Regions from separate parts of the Columba livia genome. Here region 1 is linked to region 2. Evidence: chromatin contacts called from public Hi-C data. All regions are on one chromosome and are shown on one strand. Each heading gives the region's core, a stretch centred on a gene start, on an enhancer-like site or on the middle of the called end of the contact. The rest is flanking DNA. Distances are from core to core; before and after follow the strand shown. Region 1 overlaps BCL2 (BCL2 apoptosis regulator). Region 2 holds the start of BCL2 (BCL2 apoptosis regulator).

Evidence for each region. Hi-C and Micro-C count contacts between places; a contact is called where the count stands out from the background.
Region 1: a contact with region 2 is called in a Hi-C map of crop, with 5 times the contacts expected there. The contact joins the enhancer-like site here to the promoter of BCL2 in region 2. A contact is called at or near these places in 2 of 2 Hi-C or Micro-C datasets (crop and liver).

The regions. Positions count from the first base shown.
Region 1 is chr2:75,400,431-75,407,233 of bColLiv1.pat.W.v2, forward strand. BCL2 (BCL2 apoptosis regulator) reads left to right here. Exons shown (of 2, transcript XM_005509733.4): 2 at 5,083-6,803. The coding sequence ends at 5,217. Among named protein-coding and RNA genes, the nearest start is that of BCL2, 89 kb to the left of the region's middle. Within about 2 kb of position 2,986, at least 3 of the 3 cell types and tissues checked have an H3K27ac peak away from gene starts, as active enhancers do.
Region 2 is chr2:75,309,336-75,316,001 of bColLiv1.pat.W.v2, forward strand. It overlaps BCL2 (BCL2 apoptosis regulator), which reads left to right and starts at 5,013. Exons shown (of 2, transcript XM_005509733.4): 1 at 5,013-6,042. The coding sequence starts at 5,470.

The DNA of each region.
Region 1 (6,803 bases), core at 1,736-4,235, 89 kb after region 2:
CAAGATCACAGGCTCACTGATGTAAGAATCTATGCAGATGATAGATAGCAAGGACAAGGAACAAAGAAGTTAGTCAAGACCACTGTGATGACAACCAGTTTTGTCCGTAGTCAGAAACCTGGAATATCACTGGACAAACAAAAGGGTATACAGCCAGCAACTACCACGTCAGCTGCAGACCTAACACTACGCTGAGCATCGTGGAAACAAGGAATTCAAAACAGACCCATTTCTATCACAGGCACAGGTGAGGGGAGGAAAAGAAGAAGCTGGCTGTGGATTTGGTCAGGGGTGCACGTGCCATAGCCGCTCCCAGGCAGGTTCTCTGCCCACAGTCAGCAGGGCTTGTGTAGTGACACCTTCTTTTCCTTTCCAGTATAATTTGATAACGTGCACCTGGCTGGACTGCCAGCATGTTGGCACTCCCAGGAGTAAAAAGATAGCGGCCTCTCTAAAGATACCGACCTCATGAAACACCACACCTCAGCACAGCACAGTCAAGGTCTGAGCTGTCCTTATTTGCATGCACTCACGACTTTTAGGCTTGCATAAAAGACCCATAAACTCTTTGGGAAAAGAACAGCTACAGATTTGCCTATTTTTTATGTTCCAAGAACTTTTCTCGTTAGCTTCAAGATGACATTTTAATGAGGTTTCACTGCATAGAAAACATGGGATGATTTAACCAGCTCTTTCTCCTCCCTCCTTCCCCAAACTCTTTCCGAAATGAGTTACCATTCGGGAACAAAAGCTTTTATGAGAATTTATGTCATTTGTATGGAGGCAGGGGTGAGGGAAAAGTCATTCAGCTGCTAAACCTTGGAATCAGAGCTTATGCCATTCCCCTCCTGCCCTGCACCGGGTGGCAAAGCTGCCTTGTCCAGACCTGTAGAAGTTTCTTCAAAAGCCAAGAGCTGGTGTGTGTTTGTTTGTTTTGGAGTCACGGAGAGGGCAGCGTAAAATAGCCGCAAGGCAATTCCCCCTCAGTAAAATGGAAGTCTCACCAGCTCTTCATTCAATACAGTGTGGCTCAAGAGGATATCCTGCCAACCCAATGATAACGAGGGAAATAAAGTCACTTCCTCACCAGCTGTTTGATTCAGGTAGAAAAAGGAAGTCTTTACTTCCTCGTGTTTGCTCTCCCCACCAGCCCCTCAGTCAGAAATGCCAGGCTGAAACTGCCTTTTCCCTCTGTATTTTCAGTTAGGAGCCATCAGATCCGTAACGCTTCGCTGGGCTCAGCCTATGGGAAGTATGTGCTTCTCTGCGGCCGAGAAGCTGCGCCTTGCCTCTCGAGCAGGGGCGAAGGCTGAGCTGCAAAAGGACCGAGACGGAACAAACGCGGCTCGATCCGCAAGCAAAGAACGCCTGTGTAATTAAAGATGACATTTGCTTCTTGGATCAGAGCTGCCGAATTTGGGCCAGCGGAAGAGCCGGGGTAGTGTGATCTGGATGCTTTGTTTTGAAACTGCCCTGACTCACTGTGCTGTTACCCCTCCTAATCCTCCGAGGGTGACAAGCTCCACTTTTGCCCTGGGCTCCCTGTAAATCCCATGAACCGCGGCCAGGAACATGGTGTGTCTTCCCTGCGTGGAGTTCAACAGGCAAGAGGGCAGCGAGGAGTCCCCCTGGGGCAATTTTCCTGGCTTTCCAATCAAGCCCAGGTCAGTGAGGCAGGCACCTCGGGTGCTTTGGTGCTAAAAGGAGCTTAGGCAGAGCATCTTTCCCTTCGTCACTGCCACCTTTCGTGCCTCACAGAAACAGGGAACGTAAAGATGCATAGTAAACCAGCAATGGACCGATTTGACTTAATAAAAGCTTCTTAAGGAATTACTTTTTTGAAAGGTACAGAGCTGAATGAAGAGTTCTTTTCCGTATAATTTTGAACTGCTCTGATATAATTTTACATCCAGGATATAACTTTCCATTAAATGTTAAATAGGTACGTCTTAAAAGCAAGACCTGCAACCATTTTCTTTCCAATTGTGTAAGACTTCCAGAGAGGTTGACCAAGCCAGAATTTTCCTCAGTCTATGTGCCAAGAGGACCCTTGCTTTTATTATAAAGAGTGCTTTTCAGAGAACATCAAGTGTTTCAAGCCATTTTCCCTCATTTTATTTGTTTTAACAGAGATTCTCTCATTTTAAACAGACCACTTTAGGTGACAAAAATCCAGTGACGAATACATGGGTTTACAGATGGAGACAAACCTTATGAAACAACTGAGATTCTGTTTAGGGTTCTCTTTGTGCTAAAATAGTTTTCAGCAACGGGTCATACTTCCCTCCCCCCCCTCCTTGTTTTAGTACATAAAATGGACATGTGTTTATTTAAAACAGGTTTGAAACTTAAACAAATAGTGACAGGCTGTTCAAACAAGCTTCGGAAATAGGCCTAATCAGGATGTTTGAGAAGGGGAGGGGGAACGATCATAAAGAGCTACTTGTAATATATAGTGCAGACACCATTAGGTTGGGTTCATGTTATTGTTGTAATAATCTCAGACAAAAAAGTACTGCATGCTGCACATTTTTTGTTAACATTCCTCTTTTGAGCCATAGGTTATGCCATATTTTTGCTTTGTCTTCAAGTTTTACTGTAACCCATTTTCATACCCAATACCTGGAGCTCTACTGAATCATTAGAAACAGCCTCCCTGACAAACTGGGAGGAATGTTCCTAAACTGGGATAGAAGGAAGGCACAAAATATGACCATTTTTGTATTGATACCATGTATGCATCGGCTGTCATGAATATACAGAAGTGAGACCTTCCCTGCAGAACGAAACGATGGAAATATTAATGCTAAAGTGTTTTCACATGACTTGCATTTCCATGTGTGTTTTGGTTTGGTTTTTTTTGTTTTTTTTCATTTCCTCTCTTTTCCACCCATAACAACTTTACCCTTGTTGTATTTTTATAAGGCCTGATCTTGAACTCCCCACACAGACAAAGCTCCCGTGGAAGTCAGCGAGCCTGCACTGGCGACAACAGGATTTAGCCCAGTCTGTAACATTTTAGGATATTGTGTTACTTCATAGCCTTAAGGAGAAATAAAAGCAGCTTTCCAAACTGCTGCACAGCAAACTGAGTGTGCTTTTTCAGCTCTGCAACAGCACAGGAGAATATTAAGGTCAGAGTTTGCAAATGTCAGAAACCAGGCAGCTAAGCAAAACTTGCCAAATTTTCTCCGGAATGAAGAGTTTGCATTAAGACATTCCCCAAAAAGGTTAAGCTGCTTTCACTTAATAATAAACCTTTGGAAACACAAGTTTGAGAACGATTGCCTGGAGGAACAAGCATTGAGAAACAGCAGGAGGAGGATGTATTTTCAGGTCAATCTGTTGGCCCAAGCCCATAGCTATCCTGTTACTGACACATTTGCTCTTACCTACAACATGCAACAATATTACTTAATGCAATGACATATTTTGGAAGTAAATATCTATTATTTATTTGAGTCTCCCTCAGTGTCCAGTGAACAGGAGTCAAAATGGCAAAATATTATAAAACCTTACACGCCCTCTCGTGGTAAAACCACAAACGCTCTTATTTTGACAACTACAGATGACTAATGATGGTGGCTCATTTAAATACATAATTTATGGAAAATTAGCTTGGCTGGAAGATTTATGTAATAGAGGAGACCTTTCTCTACTTAATTCTTTCTGTAATCCATGACATACATACATTTTTAGAAGCCAGGTTACCTCCTAGCATAGTAACATTACAAAACAGCTAAAGACACTATAACATAAATAGAGAATGTTTACTTATACAAAAAAAAGAGAAGCCTAGAATAAGAGAGGTAGAGATAGAACCCCCCAGGTTGGATAGCTATTTCATGGGTTTATCTCAGTAGTTTTGGAGCAGGCCTCCATTGGCTGCACAGTAAAAGAGTTGTCCTAAATGATGTTTTGTCACATTTTTGTCATGTTTTTAAAGGCATTCAGCTTTGTTATTTACTGCTTTATGCCATAGGGTATGATTTATCTCTCAGGAATGCTCTGAAACTTCAAGTTTGTTAGGAACTGCAGCTTGAAAGAAAGGCATTATGCACCGAGTATCACCAACCTGATCACTAGTCCAGTCAAATCCCACCGTATTTTTAGTCACAAAAACTTTGCTACTTACACAGTCTTTCCATTTGGTGCCTACACACACCTCCAGACTTTTCCAGAGCAGCTCTACAATACAGCTCTCAGTACATGGAGGAATGCAGCTCGAAGGAGAAAGCCAGGGTGGTTTGGGCTGGGCTGGGCTGAGGGAGGGGACTTACCCTGGTGGCTTGTGGGTGGCCAGGAGTAGTGGCATCACTCTGTGCTTCTCCTCTCTTCCTTGAGCCAAATGTCTTGGCTGGAGGCTGGAGGGCAAGTCAGACTGACAAGACCATCCCCTGGAAAGCCAGCTCTTTTTTAGGCAGCGCTGGGTGACTCTTCTGTCAGATCAACTGGCTGGCCTGACAGACCCTACAGCCAGACCACTGCCCCATCCAAGGCATGATTACAGGAGCAAAGGACCACGGTGTCACCCGTTCAGCGACAGTTGCAAAAGACCATCAAAGGTGTAACACAACCCCAACAGCTTTGGTTCATATGTAAGAAACATCTGTGGCTACTACACGTGGTCTTCCAAACCCATCCCAAGAGAACCAAATAAATACTGTCTTAGTGAAGCCAACCAACAATATAGTTCCCCCATGTACAGTGGAAATTAAAGGTTTGGAGAATGAAGGTACATTTACCTCTTTCATGTATGCTTGTATATATAGCATTCAGGAGGCAAAATGGTGGTGCTCATATTTAAAAATGCTGCTCCTATATTTTCTGTTAGGCTGGGCATGCCTGAAGCAGAAGTCACGACTGTAAGTAATTACGGCAATATGTGCAAAGAAGTAAGCAGGAGAACTTTGTGCTAAGCACTGCACAAGAACATATCTCCCAAATCACTATTTTAATAGGTTTGTGTGGAGTTTCTTTTTGTGCTGCATGATTGCTGGATGACCATTGAGTGTGAAGAAGCTGCCCTCCCTCTCTGAAACAGTTACTGCAAGTCTGATATTCCATTATTTCCCTTTCTAGGATGCCTTCGTGGAGTTGTATGGCAACAGTATGAGGCCTTTGTTCGATTTCTCCTGGATCTCTCTGAAGACTATCCTGAGTCTGGTTCTGGTGGGAGCTTGCATCACTCTTGGCGCTTATCTCGGACATAAGTAGAGTCACTCAGATTGTCATGGATTACAGAAGTCTTTCAAAACAACAAAATAATATTTTTTTTTCTGTAGAACAATGATATTTTATGAGCAAATCAACTTCCCAGCTAAAGATTAAATCAGCTATTACTGCCAAAGGAAATATCATTTATTTTTACATTGCCGGAAAATTATTTATTAAAAGATATTTACATTTTAACCTGCTAGTTTCAGAAACTCTGCAAGTTGTATCTGTCATCACGTCATGTTGTTATTCTTAACTTTAATGAGCCCCAAAGTATTTTAGGTTCTTTTTTTAATTAATACAGCTGGCTGGATTATTTTATCTCTGAAAAGCAAATATACTGACAAAGACCTACCTGCTTACACTTACAAGGGCAGTTACTTGAGCTGCTAAAGGCTGCGTAATTGTGTTGATTTTCCTTATATTTTCTGGATGGCTGGAAGGGATCTGAAAGACAAGGTCAGCGTGAACAAAGTTCTCACCCTGTCCTGCTGGCAAGAACTGACAGAGTAAATGATTCAACATGGTACATACGTGGAGTCAAGATGGCAACTTCTTGAAGGACACCTGTCTATCCCTACAGGAGAGCAGTTGGAAATACGATTGCCTATGCCTTGTAAACATGCGTTTTCAAGTTACCAGTTGTGCCATCACGTCATAGTCACAATATCCTAATACATGTCAACTCAAATACTATTTTTTTTTTTATTTTTTTTTTTAGCAGAGTTGTGAAGTTAAATCTTTGGGGCTTGCAGGAAATTGCCATTACCATGATTTTCTCAGCAGTAAAACGTTGTGGTTTTGGGTTTGGTTTTGGTTTTTTTGCGGCTACTGACACAGAAACATCAGGAGACCTTAAGTGCCTGCTTTGACAGAGCAGAGCTGGAGTCTGAAGACCTGACCTGTGTCCCACTTTAGTGGGCTCATATCTGCAACTAATCCTGTTTACTTACTGAGTTCCTCCAGGGGTTTGAAACCAATTAGATGTGGTCTCTAAATCCCTGAAAGTTGAAAAAGATCTTAATTTTATTTGGCAAGAAGCAGACCTCAGCTGAGTTACAGATTAGCTCTGACTATCCTTGTTTATCAAACTGGACACCAAAATCAAGTTCATTTTCATAACAGGAAAAGAAAGTGAGCTTTATCCTCCTGCCCCTTGCCCTCAAAATTGTTTCACGCTAATAATTTCCTAAGACTGTCTACAGAAGTAAAGATGATGAAGAAACTCCAAATCCTCTCTCTGGACAGAGACTCTCTGACACCTCCATCGCGCGGGTGCCTGTTGCTGTTTTGAGCGAAAACAGGGTGGAGGAAAAGGGGTGGGGGCGAAGTCGTCTGCTCATGTTACAAAATGCAACTCCAGTAAAATCAATGCCGAATACTCAGTATACAGTTTTATAAACAGACCTGTGTTCTGAAACCAGATGTGTCAATGCATTTTAAAGCTGGGCTTTCCGTCCGCTCGGAGGGGGCCAGGAGTCCCGATGAAGCCGAAGAACCTGAAGTGCGTACCACAGGTTGCTCCGAGGCGTGGAAATGTCCAGCGTCAAATGTTTAAGTCAAGCATAGCTATTTTTTCTATGAAA
Region 2 (6,666 bases), core at 3,763-6,262:
CTGTCACATGGTGCAAACATACACCCCACTTGTTTCATACCTGCTCAGGCAGGGCTTTAAACAATCGCTTGCTTCCCTCCAACTTGCCTGCTCATGAGCCAAGGAAAAGGTCATTAGGAACCAGGGTTGCTGTTGAAATCCTGTTGATGTTAATACAAAGGTACAGGGAAAAGGTGTCCACTTTCAGATTGTCAGGAAGTTGGGCATTGCCAGGCATAAAGCACTTCTCTAGAACATTCATTAATAATGTATCCACTGTACATCAGGCATCTGGGAAGCTATCAAAGAAACAGCAGGCACTGCAGAATCCTGCCTGTTCAGTCAGTTGCCCAAGTATGGCTAAGAAAGCCATTTCACAAAAATAATCTGTCCTTTACAGTGCCAGACCTGAGCGATGCCTACTGTCAATGCTCCTACCTCTGTAATTGTCCAGGGAGCTTTTTTTCATGTGAGCTTCTAGTTGTAGTCCTGAGTTCCAATTCTTTACACAGCTAATTATTCTTATTAGTCTGATTAACTTTGGTGGGCCAGCTCACATAAAGGTAAATGTGTGTGCAGAAGGATTTGCAGGATCAGAGCTTGAGTAGTCAGCATGTTATTCTGCTACCTAAAAGCACCATAATGATTTCTTAGCTGACTTTATGTGCTCATTCCAGGCTCCTTGATAAATCCTGAGCCTTTCTTGCTGGTTTTTTTTTTCCTATTTGTCACCAAAAGCATATTGCCTTTGTTTTGGAAGTCTTTTTAACTATCGTCTTATCTCACTGAGCTCAAACAAACAAGCAAGGTAAAAAGCAGCACTGTGATGTAAACTCGTGATACTTTAATAGATGCTCATCACCCACTCTGGTAGCATTATAATTGGTTTTAAGATGCCACTCCTTTCAATTACAGACATAAATGCAGGGCAGATGCAAGGCATTGGACACATTAAGTTAAGAACAATAAAGACTGTGTAAATCCACATAAAATTGTTTTGCTTTTTTACAGAGTCCCAATCTGTCATTCTTCAAGGCACAGCTTTTGTTTCCCATGACTCATCCTAATACCCTTGCTTAAAGCAAACAGTTCCTAGGATTTTCTCTCGTGTTTTTCTTTTTTTTTTTTTTTTGTACAGTCTCAGCTGTGTTGGATATTAACAAGCTTTCTTGTGAACCATGAACACTATTTTCTTATTAAACTTTTAAAAAGGCTGGGTTCTATCATTTCTATACGCTGAATGGAGAGCTGGGGGGAAAAAGCATCATTACTAAATCTGTTCTGAAGAGAATACCTCATAAAGTATTGGCATACCTGTTTCTATTAGCAATGCATTATGAATTCTAAAACTATTTAATTTTACTGATTACATGCCCTCAGAACATGCTGTTTGTTGAGTTCGTCTTCCATTTCCACATACAAAATACATGTAAATACCCTAAGTTAATTCAGTGATATTCTCCATTTCTCCTTACAAACGTCCATCCATTTTATATGTATCTTTGTTTTCTGCATCAGTCCTGCATTGATTTATCTCCTGGGCTTTAAAACCAATCCTGCTATGACATTGTTGTGCAGCTTATCCAGACAGTTTTTCTGTGTTACTTAACATCTGTGTCTGATGTATGTTCGCTTGCACGTCCAACTATATTAGTTTTAGTCACTAGCACAGTGACAGACTGAACCAACAGCCTGGTTGGTTGTGGCTATTCTGATTTTCTGTATCACTTGTTCCATTTAAACCATAGCATGTTACATGGAAAAGTCAGATTACTTTCCTTATTCAAACAAAACTTTTTTCTTTCTCTTTTGGTTCAAGAATATAAAGGCAGTGATTTTGTTCTGTTGACAGATCTCGTCTACATTTTTGCTGTTGGAAGCGATCCTTCAGCTCATCACAAATAACTTAAGGCTTTTAGACAGACAGAGATCAGCCGTGTTTGCACTCCAGCATTTATACTCCACCATAACCATGCCGTGAATTAAATGCGTGCCCTGGTGGGGTACAGCCTTTAGCCCACGTCTGCGTAGGGCATCATCCATCTTCTTTTGACCTCATTTCACCTGCTATCCCGCAACCTCGGTCCCTCTCAGTCCCTGGAACCGCAAACAGCCCCTCAAACATCAGTAGGCGAGAGCGAAGACGCGACGCAGCGGAGGGGGCACGGCGTTTACTCTCCCAGTTTCCCGGGCGTATTATGAGGCGGGTGAGCCCTTTGTCTTCTTCCAGCCCGCAGGGACGGGTCGGGGGGTCCCGGCTGTCACGGCCGAGCCATAGGCGAGCAGCGGCCGCTGGGTGGCAACAGCCGCCCGCCGGGGAGGCGCGGCCGGCGGAGAACGGCGCTGGCGGCCCCGCTCCGCACCGCCTGCCGCCACCGGAGCCCCGGCCAGCGGGAGCATCGCTCCTTTCCGGTATGCATGTGCTCGGCTCCCGGCGGGGAGGGGAGAGGAGGAGCCGGCAGGGAGGTGGAAAATGCTGGCACTAGGTATGGTGCCGAGCGCCTTGCCGTGCGCACCTGAAATAACAGGCCAGAACGATTAAACACCCTGAACGCCTCTTCACGTACCTGGAAAAGTGCTGTTTTGCACACGCTAGAGACGAATTCATTGCTGCGGCCTCCAAACAAATCCCTGGATCACCCAGGACACAAGCGAGCTCTGTTGGCGTAAGGGGGATCCTTCCTCGCCTTCTTCTGCACGGAGCAAAAGCTGATCACCCTCCCCACACCAGGGCGCTTCCCTCAAGCAGGGGAGCTGCCAGCCTGTGAGCCACGCGTGATGGGTCAACATGTCAAGGAAAAGTGACCCTGAAAATGGAGACTTGGAGGGCAGCGTACATTCATTCCCTATGTCCCCTGCCAAAAAAAAAAAACCAGCTTCACAGTTTTATGCATATTATCCCTTTTAGGTTCTGGGTAGTGTATGTAAGAGATTATCATCCCAGTCACCTTCACATCGACACAAATTGGCAGAATTTATCAAACGTCTCTTTCCTCTCTCATAGGAAGCAGAGAAAGGTGTCGAATATCTCCTGCTGCCGTTTCACTTGGGCTGGGCTGGCTCCCCATTTCAGCTGAGGCTGTCCGAGCATCATTCAGCCCTGCCCTGATGTCACCTGTTGGGTTAGCAGCGCCGTTAAGCCACCACTATTTTCCACCGCTGTGGATTTAAACTACTTTGAAGGTTAACTCTGCTTCTCTGGCTAAGCTCCAGATTAATCTAATCTCCAAAAAAAAAAAAAAAAATCTCCAGGCCGGCGCAGGGGCAAATTTGAGTCCAATTTCTGCAAAAAGTCCTAAAATCCAACTCCCCACCTGTCCCACGGGCACACCTGAAAACCCACGGGGTAGCACAGATGTGCGGGACCCCACACCACAGGGGGACTCGCAGAGGCGGCCCGCGGGCCCGGCCTCCGGTCCCGCACGGGCTCCGCGGCCGCGCAGAGGCCACCCCGCATGAAGGCTCTGTACGCCCACCTCGGGACATTTTTTCTTTATAAAAAGGCCATTTTAAAAAATTGCTTTTTTTTTTTTTTTTAAATAAACCCGCAGCTACGGCCACCGCATCCCCCCCGCGCGGGGCGCTGCAGGCCCAGCGGGGCGGCCGAGGCGCGGAGCGGGGCGCGCTCCCCCGCGGAGGGCCGGCAGCCCGCAGCCACCCGCCGCGCCGCCTCCATGCCCGCCTGCCTGCTCGCCGCCTCCGCCGCCCGCTTCCTCGGCGCGGGCGGAGGCGGCGGAGGGCGGGCGGCCGCCAGCACCACCCGCGGCCCCGAGTGCCGCCCCTCCGCGCCGCTCCGCGCCGCTCCGCCCCGCCGCCGCCCCGCCGCCGGCCCCAGGCCCGCGCCGCGATGGAGGGCGGGCCCGGGCTGCGCGGGGCTGCTCGCCTCCCCCCGCCGCCTTTTTTTTTAGCACCCCCCTCCCCATTTCCCCCTTTGCTTGAATGAAGCGTGAGGCGGAGCTCTAGGAAACCACCGCGGCCGGCTGCGCCGCGCGGGGCCGAGGCTGGAGCCTCCCCCTCGGGCTCCGCTCCTCCCTGCCTCTCCCCGCCCCCGTCGCTCCGCTCCGCTCCGCTCCCCCCGCCACCGCCACCGCCGGGAGAGCTCCCCGCCCGCGCCCGCCGCCGCCGCTCGGAGCCGCCGCCCGGAGCCGCCGCCGCCGGCAGCAGCAGCGCGGAGCGCCCGGAGGAGCCGCCCGGAGCCGGCGGGGTGCGCGGGGCTGCGCGGGCGGGCGGGCGGGCGGGCAGCGGCGCCGCGGCCGCGGTCCCCATCGGCACCGGTCACACCGCACACACGTCCCGTCCGCGCCCCTGCTCGGCAGCGCCGGGGGCTCTTCCTCCTCTGATACAAAGCTGCTCGGGAAATGGCATTTCTCCCCGGAGCCACAGTCAAAAGCAATTTTCCTTCTTTATATTTTTTTATTATTTTTTTACGCTCTTTCTTGTGAAAAAGAATTAATTTCTTAAATACCTAGAATTTTTTTTTTTTTTGGTGTGTGCGTGCATGTGTGTGGCAGCACCGGGCTCCTGCGATCGGTGTCTGAATGAAACTACGTAAATGCATATGTCTGTACGTTGCACTGGAGGGCAAAACGGAACACTTCTGCGAGAGCTTGGATTCAAATGTGGTTCATCTGGTCTCCAGGATTTTCCGTCTCTTTGGGGTTGTTCGCCTTACCGGGCTGCGAGGCGGGATTTTCTGAGTGAGCTTTGACACATCTTTGGAGATGTCTGTTAAACAGGAGTCTGGGAAAAAACATTTGAAATCGTAGAGAGATTTTTTTTTTGTCCCTTTCCCATCCCCTTGGTGACTTGAAGCATCAAAGCAGCCAGAACTTAACGTTTCTGAAGACTTGTGATGTTTGGGTTTTGTTGTTGCTATTTTTTTTTTAGAGGAAACTTGACAGAGGAACATATTTATAGTCCAAGTAAGTACTTTACAGAGGAAATTTAGTTTGTGTAACTTAACCAAAAAAAAACAAAAAAAACCCAACAGTGTTGAGGTTTCTAGTTTAAAGTGCGTTGGATTAACGTTCATCCAAGGCTTTTTAGCAAATCGTGTTGAATTGCAGTTTTTACAGTGTGCGTTCGTCCGCTCCTTCATGTCTGTGGTAGTTCAGCACCTAAGGGAAAATGCACCTGATTTTGAATCGGTATAATGTTTTCTAAGATATATTTCAACACCGAGGAGGAAATGGTCCTAAAGTAAATTTATAATAAGTAATAAATGTGCACCTGGAAGTAAAGTATTTACAGCATTTTAATCCCTATTTATACCGTGCATCTCAAACTGAGGAGGAAACACTGAGAAGACAAAAGTACCTCCGAGACCCTGAGAACTCCCCCACACCACCATGAATGAAACCGTGCCCGATACAGTAACTGGATTATAATTTTTCGTGTTATTAATTTTATTATTATTGGCTGCTTTACTTTTTTGGGTTCATCCTACTCCTCTTCTTCCTCTCTCCCTGTTGCTGCTTCCTCTTGGGAATAATGGCTCACCCGGGGAGAAGAGGCTACGATAACCGGGAGATAGTGCTGAAGTACATCCACTATAAACTCTCGCAGAGGGGATACGACTGGGCTGCCGGTGAGGACAGGGCTCCCCTGCCTCCAGGTCTCTCTCCTGCTGCTGCTGCTGCTGCTGGGACTTCCTCTGATCACACTGGGCTGGTGTCTCCGCACCCCGAGCCCCCCGGCTCGGCTGCTGCTAGCCATGCGCCCCCGGCCGAGGGGCTGCACCCCGTGCCCCAGGTCGTCCACCTCACCCTGCGCCAGGCAGGGGACGAGTTCTCCCGTCGCTACCAGAGGGACTTTGCCCAAATGTCTGGCCAGCTGCACCTGACGCCCTTCACGGCCAGGGGCCGCTTCGTGGCGGTGGTGGAGGAGCTCTTCCGAGATGGGGTTAACTGGGGCAGAATCGTGGCCTTCTTCGAGTTTGGTGGTGTGATGTGCGTGGAGAGCGTCAACCGGGAGATGTCTCCCCTTGTGGACAGCATCGCTGCCTGGATGACTGAGTACCTGAACCGGCACCTGCACAACTGGATCCAGGACAACGGAGGCTGGGTACGTCCCCTGATTGCTCGTTCCCTCTCCTGGCTCTGGCTCATGGCCGGTGGGGCTCTGGGGTCGGCAGTTCCTCAAGGGGGTTGCACTCGCGTTCTGGGGAGCAAAAGTTCTGACTGGGAGGCCTCTGCACTGGTGTGTGTGTCAAAGCTCATAGGCCTTTCATCAGCTTTGAGTTTCACCTCATTGTGGGATTACAGTGGAGTGGTTTGGGATGGGGGGAGCAGGTACAGCTCAGGAGTGAGAAGGATGAGCACGGCACCCTCTTTAGCAGCAGTCTCTACTCTCCTACCCTGGTCCACCCTTGCCTGCTGGCAGCACCAGCCCTGGCCAAGGCAAGGTCCTGCAGTGGGTTGGAAAGGGGCAGCAGCGGCGCCCGTGTAGGCAGGTCACAGAAGGGACCATGTGTGTGTGTGTGTGTGTGCGCATGTGTGTGTGTGTAGGCATCCCTGCCCTTTAGAGGTGACGCACCAGGCGAGCACATGACAAACACGGGATCCCAGTGCTACGGACGGGCAGGTGTCCATCAGTACCAGTGTTTACAGCTGCGTTGGCAACGGGGTTTTACAGTATAGGATGTGTCTAGTGTGAAAAATCTGTCTTTGTCTCAAGATGAAACAAAGG